3 separate regions of the Rattus norvegicus genome follow, and regions 2 and 3 are each linked to region 1. The links are chromatin contacts, called in public Hi-C maps. All regions are on one chromosome and are shown on one strand. The core of a region is the stretch at or near the end of the contact, and the rest is flanking DNA. Distances in the headings are between cores, read along the strand shown. Region 1 has its middle 47 kb from the start of Plb1. Region 2 overlaps Babam2 (BRISC and BRCA1 A complex member 2). Region 3 overlaps Babam2 (BRISC and BRCA1 A complex member 2).

Evidence for each region. A called contact is a pair of places that touch in the nucleus more often than the background predicts.
Region 2: a Hi-C map of the A7r5 cell line shows a contact between it and region 1, with 4 times the contacts expected there. The contact joins two enhancer-like sites. A contact is called at or near these places in 4 of 12 Hi-C or Micro-C datasets (the A7r5 cell line, the Rat2 cell line, hepatocytes and 1 more).
Region 3: a contact with region 1 is called in a Hi-C map of the A7r5 cell line, with 2.5 times the contacts expected there. The contact joins two enhancer-like sites. A contact is called at or near these places in 2 of 12 Hi-C or Micro-C datasets (the A7r5 cell line and the Rat2 cell line).

Annotation. Positions count from the first base shown.
Region 1 is chr6:29,975,538-29,978,574 of GRCr8, forward strand. It overlaps the pseudogene Pym1-ps2. Among named protein-coding and RNA genes, the nearest start is that of Plb1, 47 kb to the left of the region's middle. Within about 2 kb of position 1,639, at least 8 of the 93 cell types and tissues checked have an H3K27ac peak or open chromatin away from gene starts, as enhancers often do. A contact at or near this core is called in the A7r5 cell line, where this site is marked.
Region 2 is chr6:30,293,472-30,296,544 of GRCr8, forward strand. The region is part of intron 6 of Babam2 (BRISC and BRCA1 A complex member 2); the gene reads right to left. Among named protein-coding and RNA genes, the nearest start is that of Babam2, 170 kb to the right of the region's middle. Within about 2 kb of position 1,735, at least 6 of the 93 cell types and tissues checked have an H3K27ac peak or open chromatin away from gene starts, as enhancers often do. A contact at or near this core is called in the A7r5 cell line, where this site is marked.
Region 3 is chr6:30,412,806-30,415,707 of GRCr8, forward strand. All of the region lies in intron 3 of Babam2 (BRISC and BRCA1 A complex member 2), which reads right to left. Among named protein-coding and RNA genes, the nearest start is that of Babam2, 53 kb to the right of the region's middle. Within about 2 kb of position 1,351, at least 21 of the 93 cell types and tissues checked have an H3K27ac peak or open chromatin away from gene starts, as enhancers often do. A contact at or near this core is called in the A7r5 cell line, where this site is marked.

The DNA.
Region 1 (3,037 bases), core at 389-2,888:
CAGGCACTTGTGTGAGGCTGGCTATGCAAAGCTCAAGGATGAGTGTGAGAGTGAGTGTGGGCAGGAAGACTCGTGTCGAGCCAAGGCACTGAGGAAGGGGCAGGTGGGCAGGAAGAAAACAGAGCCACCTGCTATGGTGTGAGGTTCTGGGCTGCTCTGGTGAGCAAAGACCAGGAAGAAGGTCCTCGAAAGGGGCCCCTGGTGACCCCAGCAGGGGAGCATCTGCAGGAAGTGCATGGCCTCATATATGACTGCCACTCTCAGGCCCAGACATGCCTAGCTCCTTGCAGGTTCCTCACGGGGCACAGATGCCAAAGACGTGGGCAAACAGGTTTGAGGAACACAAAACCAACCCGAAGCTTTCTCCTCTCTCTTGGACAAGGCACCAGGCTTGAGCCATCTCCCCTAGGCTGCAAGAATTCTTTCTAAATGGTGTCTGTCCCCCTCTTGTCTTTGCTAAAGTCACTTACAAGCCTCTGGATCAAACCTACATACACACAATGTTCAAGCCACACAGACTCTGCCCTCCCCTACCCCTGGAAGCCCATGGTAATCTATTTCTATCATTCCCCAACTCCCACCTCTGCCTTCTGAGATCCATATGGGGGCCTTCTGAGTTCTGTCCTGCCATTTCCTGTTTCCTCTTCCTGAGGCACCTTCATACTCTGCTCACTGTCTGAGGTGGTCCCTCTACCCTGGCTCTGGTCACTAGCACCTTCCCTGTGATTGGCAGCTTCACAGGGTGGACCTCAAGGCCCTGTACCTGTACCAGACCTCACTTGGTTTTAGGGGTATCACAGCTGCTGGTCATCCTGGACCAATTCCCATCAGAGATCCCTGATCCTGCCAGAAGCCAGAGGTTGATGGGGATGGAGGCTTCGAGGAGGAAATGGAGGGCGGAGTGTGCAACAGAGGCATGGAAGGATGCTCGCCCACACCTGCTGGACACTCAGCAGGGAAAAGGTCACCTCAGTTAGCATCAGGACACGGCTAGTGGACAGGAGGACCACTTCAAAGGCTGACACCAAAATGGTCTTGTCTCAGCGACAGTGAGCTTTCCCTTGTCTACTCCCTGCCCTGGCAAGGTCCTAAATTGCCAGAGGAGGGATATCTGGACCATTCACAGGCCAGAATGCTGAGTTTGCTGTTCACGCCACATGACTGAGCCCCAGAAGCACCCTCCCAGCCCATGTAAAGACCAGACCCCTCGTTCCTGCTTCATTGACAGCTCTGGGTGCACCTTATCCTGTCTGAACCCCTGGAAATGGGCTCCCAGAGCAACACCAGATTGCCGACTGCTCCTAAGAGAGACTAATAGTCAATCATTGACCACATTAGCCAATGACTCCTTACTCTTTCCTGCTAAGCACTTACATGTTATCTTGGTGTCTTCACCAGGCTGTTTCCTGAGAGGGTTCTGGAGGTTACAGCGAGATGGTTCTAAGCTTAGATAGAATGACCACATGACTTACCCAGCCTGGAATAGTCCCATCTTGTGTCTGCCATCCCAGAGTCATTACTGACATGCTCGGTGTCCTAATCTGATTCTACATTGGGTGACCCTCTCATGGGCCCTGCTCAGAGAGAACACAGTGTGATGTTCCCTAGAGGAGCAACGGGGCCAAAAGAGTCAGACACCAGAGGGCACCAGTGAGCTGTGTTTGTCTGGCTTGTCTCTGGCAGGGCCCAGGTCCTGCGGGAGGGTAGGTGGAGACCAGCTGAGGAAGTGCCCAGCCAGCTTCCTGACAGAGCTCCAGTTCAGGCCTGCTGCAACCCAACTGGGTCCACCTCTTCCATCTGCCCTGAAGAGAGAACCCAACTAGGCATGAGAGTCCAGGAGGGAAGGGAGACACTAGTCCCAGTCCATCCAGCCTGGCCAGCCTCCTGTCAGACCCACCTTGGGCTCCACAGTAGGCTTAGAACACTCTGACTTAGATGGAATTGGATGCAGCTGTATTTCTGTTATTTCTGTGTGACCTCAGGCGCATTATTAACCCCTCTAAGCGCAGTTGACTCTCTTAACAAGAGTGTCTCCTTCCTTAGGCTGGCGTGAGCTCGTGCTCTAAAGAACAAGAAGCCTGTGGCTCCGTTCCTGGCACCGAGATGAATATTTTTGGCAAAGAAGCAGGCAGCTGTATGACAGAAGTCACCTCAGTGTCAGACAGAGCCTCGTTCAGATGGACAGACACCTATGCATAAGGTAGAGAACAGACAGACACCTGTTTGTCCAATATGGTTCCAGATGGCACAACTATTAATAACACCCTCTTCCCTCTTGTGGTGTCCCAGTTTGAGGATCAACTCCATAGTGCTACCTACAAGGCATCAACTATGTGCCAGGGTTGGTGACAGGCATGGGGGATGAGGAGGGAGATGGTGTCCCAACTGCCAGATCTCACTGCTCCTCGAGGACACAGACCAGGAAATGAATCGGGAAGGTGGGGTTGGCCATACTGCTGGAAGTCCCCACAAGAACCTGCCAAGAGACATCTTAGGATAGATGGACCTGTCTTGGTTTATTCAGAATCGTAGTATTTTAGTATTTTTCCAGCTGTAGAAGCTACATAAAAAGAATCACTATGTAGCTCATGGCAATCCTCCTGCCTTGGGTTCCCAAGCACTGGGGATTTTTTTTTAATTACATGTATTTATTTGTCTCTGTGTATGCTGGACAAACAGGCGTGCGTTCTCTACTTTGTTATAGGGGTGCAGCTACGGGTGCAGGTCAGAAGGGGACAACTTGTAGGAGCTGGTTCTCTCCTCCTACCCTGTGGGTCTCTTGGTCAGATTCAGGTGGTCAAGCTTCATGGTAACTGCCATTTTAGGCTGAGCCATCTGGTCAACCAGCACTGGGATTATTACAGGCATGGGCCATGTCCAACTAGAAGTGGTGCTAATCCATTTTCTGCAACACACACATACACACACACACACACACACACACACACACACACACGTTAAAAGAATTACTTTCTTATAGACATCTTTTTCCCCCTTTGGTCATGGTTTCTGTCCTCTTGGAAAGTGCAGGAACATG
Region 2 (3,073 bases), core at 485-2,984, 320 kb after region 1:
TGAGAGAAGGCAAGGCCAGTGTCTACATAGGACCAGAGCTGAACTACATAAAGGAGCAGGGGAGTGAGGAGAGAGCTAGAGAGTATGTCTCCAAATGAGAGCTCAACAGTACTTCTAGTTACTGCTGTGTCGACTGGATTACTAAAGAACAGAATTAACCAACAAAGTACCCTAAATGCCTTTATTCTAAAATGTAAAACAACAACAACAACAACCAGAAAGAGAAAGTGCATCCACTATTATCATCTCAAGATTTATCATCTTTCTTCCTCAAAGATACATTATGACCTAGGAATTACATTCTTTCCAAATCAGATATAGTGACAGAAACAAGCAACTTGCCCAAGGTCTAGGTCAGGGGCAAAGCTGGCACTGGAACTAGAGCTTACCCTGCGATCTTTCCTGTTCTCAGCCACTAACAGAACTCAGATGACATCAAGCATTCCCTCTTCTACCGTGTCTGCTTTTAATAAAAACCATTAATCACTTAAAGTTATGTGATGTCAATTTCAACCACATCAGAGAACAGCCACCCCACATTTCCTTGCATCATGATAAGAATGCAAATGTGTCTTCCTAGAAATGCTACCCTTGTAACTTCTAGGTGAGAAATACGACATGCTAAAAACACAAGTATTCTTGACTTTTGAGTTACTGACAACTGGGTGAATGGCCCGTTTTCTTCCCCCCACCCCACAGCAATATGCAAGATCACATCAAGAACTCTTGGGCTTCTGTTATTTTGTTTCAATGTTTCCTTACCTTTAATGAATATAAACAATTTCAGGTTGGCTCAGTTTTGTTACAATTAACATTATAAATGAAAACAATTTAGGAATATCTGAAAAAAAATCCCTATGCTGTTCAGGTTGCTAGGATATTTCTATATCCAGACTATAAATTGGTCTTGGTCTTCTGAGAGATAATAGATCTGAAACTGACTAAAGAAATCATGGATGTCTCTCAGTTTGGATGAAAAGTTCTGTTTAACTTAAGCATGCATACATACATACATACATACATACATACATACATACATACATACATGTATACATACATACAGACAGACACATGCGCACGTGCGTGCACACAAACACACACACACACACACACACACGAGAGAGAGAAAGAGGGGGAGAGAGAGAGAGAGGGAAGGAGAGAGAGGGAGGGAAAGAGAGAGAGACAGACAGACAGACACAGAGACACAGACAGAGACAGAGACAGAGACAGAGAGGGAGTTTCAAGTAGTCCAGACTGGATTTCAATTCCCGATTCTCCTGCCTCCCTTCCCCATGTGCTAGGGTCCTGGGGATATCACCACACCAGGCTGCCTACATTCTATTAGGGCTGAAAAAAAAGAGAATCAGTAACAAAAGGGTTACAGGCCAGCATCAAAAACTGTAAGAGAGTAGGCTAATGGGAAGGCAGGTGTCTAAGGTATGTTGAGATGTGATGACCGCTTAGCTAGTCCTCAACTGATAGATCAGGTCTATTAATTTTATATGGTGGTAATGGTCTCCAATGTTATAGCAGCTCTAAATACACTATGACAATCTGCAGTGGTGAGCAATTTTTTTTTCCAAAAGAACCTTCTCCATATGGAAGGCACTTGTCTAGGCTCCTCCAGGGATCAGGAATCGAATGAGTGTGACTCTGGCCTCTCTGTACAAGTCACAGACACAGAAGTTCCTCTTGCAGTAGAAAAGGACCTCTGTTTTCCCTGCCTGTCCCAGTGGCTATGAGGAGAAGAGCAGCAGATACTCTGCCCAGGCTGACACTGCCATGCAAGAGAGACCGCAGAGGCAGGAGCTCTGTGAGGCGCCTGTGAGACTACATTTCTCTCCTCCTGTCCCCTGCTATAGGAGTGCTACCTCACAGGCTCAGTACTGCTTCACCAACTGCAAGGGAGGAAATATTTCTATGCAATAAAAATTCTTTTGGTGTTTTTAACTCCCTCCTCATCCATGCAAAACAGGAAAGCATGACACATTGCCTTTTATGGTTATAAAAGATCCAGATGAAGGTTCTTCATGTTCTCAGACAATTGTGCTCACAATATTAACACAACACTTTCCTAACTGAACACTGCTTAAAAGAGGGGAAATGCCTTATACACTCTAAGCTTATACTCCAGGGAAGGCAAAGCCTGACAAATGTTTACTGATCAGGTCACTGGATAATCAAACAGGGAGTTCATGGAAATAATAAAATTATTATGCTTGCAGATGGCTGCTTAAAATGAGAATTGGAAGGTAATTTTCATTGGTTTAAAAAAGTTTTATTTTCTCTTCCAAATATTTGAACCACGCCCTTAACAGTGTGGTCCACAGAGCACTGCCAACCTACAGCACAAATTGCTTTCTTACAACATGACCTTCAGTGAATCTGCATGCTGTTCGACAACCATCACCACAAAAGTCATCATGTGACGGGCACTTCATCGAAGGTGGGACTTTTTATCTGTCTCGTTATCTCTGAGACCTTTCCTTCTTAAGGCAAGAGCCTGTGGTGTTTCCCACTTCAGGAAGAGTTTACCTGATGTTATTATCATTTAGGGACACAAAGGTCCTTAATTCCTTCTGCCTAACTGTTGGGTGATGCCATTATTTTTGTTTATATTATTTTTAACTTATTTTATGTGTATGGTGTTTTGCCAGCATATATGTCTATGCAACCACAGAGAATATCAGGTCCCTGAAAATGGTATTACAAACAGTTGCTGGGAGTCAATCAAATGGTGGAAGGGCAGCCAGCACTCTCCATCACCGAGCCATGGCTCCAGCCCCCAGTACCATTATTTTTAAAGCATTGTAAAATTTTAAGGCTGAACCTTTAGAGATTATAACTGCTTGATTTAAAGACTGCTCTGGAATTAAAGACAAGACTGGGGGGTCTGAAACACTTCTTAACCAAATGTGCTAAGGGACACTCAATTTAACTACTTAGAAAAATCTAACCCCCAAATGTGAATTTACAAAATATTATGCATTTTATATACGGATTTTTCTTATTTCCCCTACCCTGGGAGGTTTTGGGGACAAAAGATTTCTAAAATAATGATCCATACAGTTTA
Region 3 (2,902 bases), core at 101-2,600, 440 kb after region 1:
CCCCCTTTTCTCCCCTTTTCTCCCCTTTTCTCTCTTTTCCCCTCTTTTCCCCCCTTTTTCCCTTTTCCCTATTCCCTTCCCTTCCCTTCATTTGTGTTAGGAGCTATGATACAAGAGCACAGTTACACTTCACATACTACGACTGGACCTTGCTGAAGGCAGGCTTCTCAGAAATGAAAAGAGAGGCTTGGAGTACGAAGGGCCTGTGCCATGACACATAGCCAAGGATGCTATGTTAAATACTATAACGGAACTCAATAATGAGCTGGTCCCCTTTATTAAACAGGTTCTTCTCTTTGGTGGACTGAGCTAAGAATAATTACTAGTCTACAGAAAGAAATCAGTTGCCAAAAATCTAGCTTTCAACTCACAGAAAGCCAAATGTTCCCTATTCTAATTTCCATCCACTGTGGCAAGATACTGAGAAATGACTAAAGTGACATTTTTCTCATATTAAAGAATGAAGAGGGCATTTTAACTGCTTCTGTGTTCTACATAGTTTGAAAACTATGATGCAAATATTCAAGAAACCCACTCAGGTAAAAAGACTTAACAGATGCCTGTAACAGGAACAGAAAGGTCCTGAGAGAAACAGAGAAGAATTAAGTGGGCAGCTATAGCCTAATTAATTAGACTGAAGCTTAAAATCAAAGGCTCAAAGCAAAATCCTGTTGTCCCTCTAAAGACTTCATGTGCAGTAGGGGAAAGGACTTCCACTCTTCCACAGCTGCCCTCCTGCAGCATACGTGTCATGGGAAAACAAGCCCAGACTTAAAGGTGTCAGGAAAGATCACTGCATTTTTGCCTTAGACCAGCAGTATGGTTTTTTCAAACTACTACCCGGAGCCTTTATAAATTGCCAAAGTATGAAATAATTTGTTCTTTCAAAGGAAGAAAGCAACAACAAGAAACAATAGTGTGTTTCCTGCCTTAGGAAGAATTTAACAGGAGCTTCCCAACTGCACTTCCTAGAGAAGTGTGTGACTGCCTCAAATGTACAGGAGAGGAGCTACAAAGGAAGACCAAACAGAACGGTCTATACGGGCAGGACAGATTTCAGTCCTAGGGCTGGCACATACACATTCAAGAAGGCTGGGGATCCTGGACCTTTGACAGCCAAATCTCATCATCTTTCTCTTTCCAGGAGATGTGTCAGTGAAGTGCGACCCAGAGCCTTGCCATGCCTACTTGCACTTGGTGGGCCTGTCCCTGCTTCCAGTGTTCTCATCTGAGACCATCCAGAACCACCTGACCAAAAAGCACATGTGCTGGCACACTCCTACATGCTCTCAACCACGAGCCCACGATATGCCATGTGTGAGTCACAGGCAGTGATGATGGTAAAAAGAAAAGCTAATATTTGGAGTTCACCAAATAATGAGTCATACTCCTGGAAGAAAAGGAATCCTTACAGCTGGCAGCTCTTTAGTATGAAATTTTTAAATTGTTGTAACATTAATATTAATTCCATGGAAGCTGGCAAGAAGAAAATGAGTGAGAAATGCGGTATTTGGTTGCCTGGTACCATATAAAAGCCCAGTTCACGCTCCAAGAACAAGAATGAGAAGGACGTCTCCTACCAACTCCCGACTTGCCTCCTACACTCACCACTGCCAAGCTACTTGCTCTCCCACACAACACTGTCTTACTAATTCTGACCCTTAAGAGTTAAAAAGAAGTCTTGCTTTCTCGCTACCCAAATGCCAAATGGGATCTTGTGGGATTTCACCTTTATAAAGGGAATGTTTGAAAACAGGCCCCTTTGGCTGTGACATCAGTGAGTTGCTGAGGCCTGCAAGGGCCGGAGGAAACATTCCCAGTCCCTTGCAGCGCTGCCGTACTCCTACGGTGCAATCTGGCAATGGCCAGGGCCCAAATCTTTAAAGCTGTTTTATGGTATTTAACATATGGTCATAAATTGCTCAGTGCTCTAAAGAGGGGCTAGATTTGCCACCCCTATTGATGAGACATGTTCTTATTTATTTAAATTTAGTGGCAAACTGGCATTTCTCCAGAGGGAGAGGGTTAGGCATAAGTACAAAGAAAGAACTAATGAGAGATGGTTTGCAGCTTTGCTGTGTACTCAACACAACCACTATCAAACAGGGGCTCGCCACTGAGGAGACAATAACAGGGAAGGAGTCCAGTACCTAAGGCTCGAGGGGGGAGAGTACAGATTTTATTCAGAACACATTTTAATTATTTTTATTTTTTTTCAGAATACATTTAAAAACTTTTAATCATTTTCTCTTTTCCCTCCAACAAGGGCTGTCTATCCATCTCTCTCTTGCCTCTGACTCTTTATTCCCCTCACAAATTAGAGACTCTTGGTCTTTACCTGAAATCATTTATCTTTGTAATTCTCTAGAACATCCCAAATCCTCTTGCAAGCATTTTCTGATTTTGCCAATTTTTTTTTTTTGCTAAGTTGTTTATTTTTTTTAATGGATGTAATTCTCCATCTTTAAAGATATAATCCTACCAAAATATTATGTTCCCTTCCCTCTACAAAACAGGACATAGCCAAAGTCAGGGGGAAAAAATGGATTCTGGAGGAAAGGTTGTGTCTGAATGACAGGTGTCGACAGGAAACATCCCTAGTGAGTTTGGGGTGTGTGTGTGTGTGTGTGTGTGTGTGTGTGTGTGTGTGTGTGTGCGCGCGCGCGCGCTCGCGCACGCGCGCCTATTATCTTGCTTAGATCTGGAATGTAAAGAGAGATTTCTGTAAGTTCCACGTTTGACAGCAGTCTGAAAACAGCATTTTTAAAACTCTACTAGGAAAGATTAGGCTGTTTATATCACACAAAAGTCTTTATAATTTTAAAATATAAAAGACTCACTCATACATGGCACAAAAATAAAAATCTACATATAGACAGGAATAGAGACAGCAATTATCAAT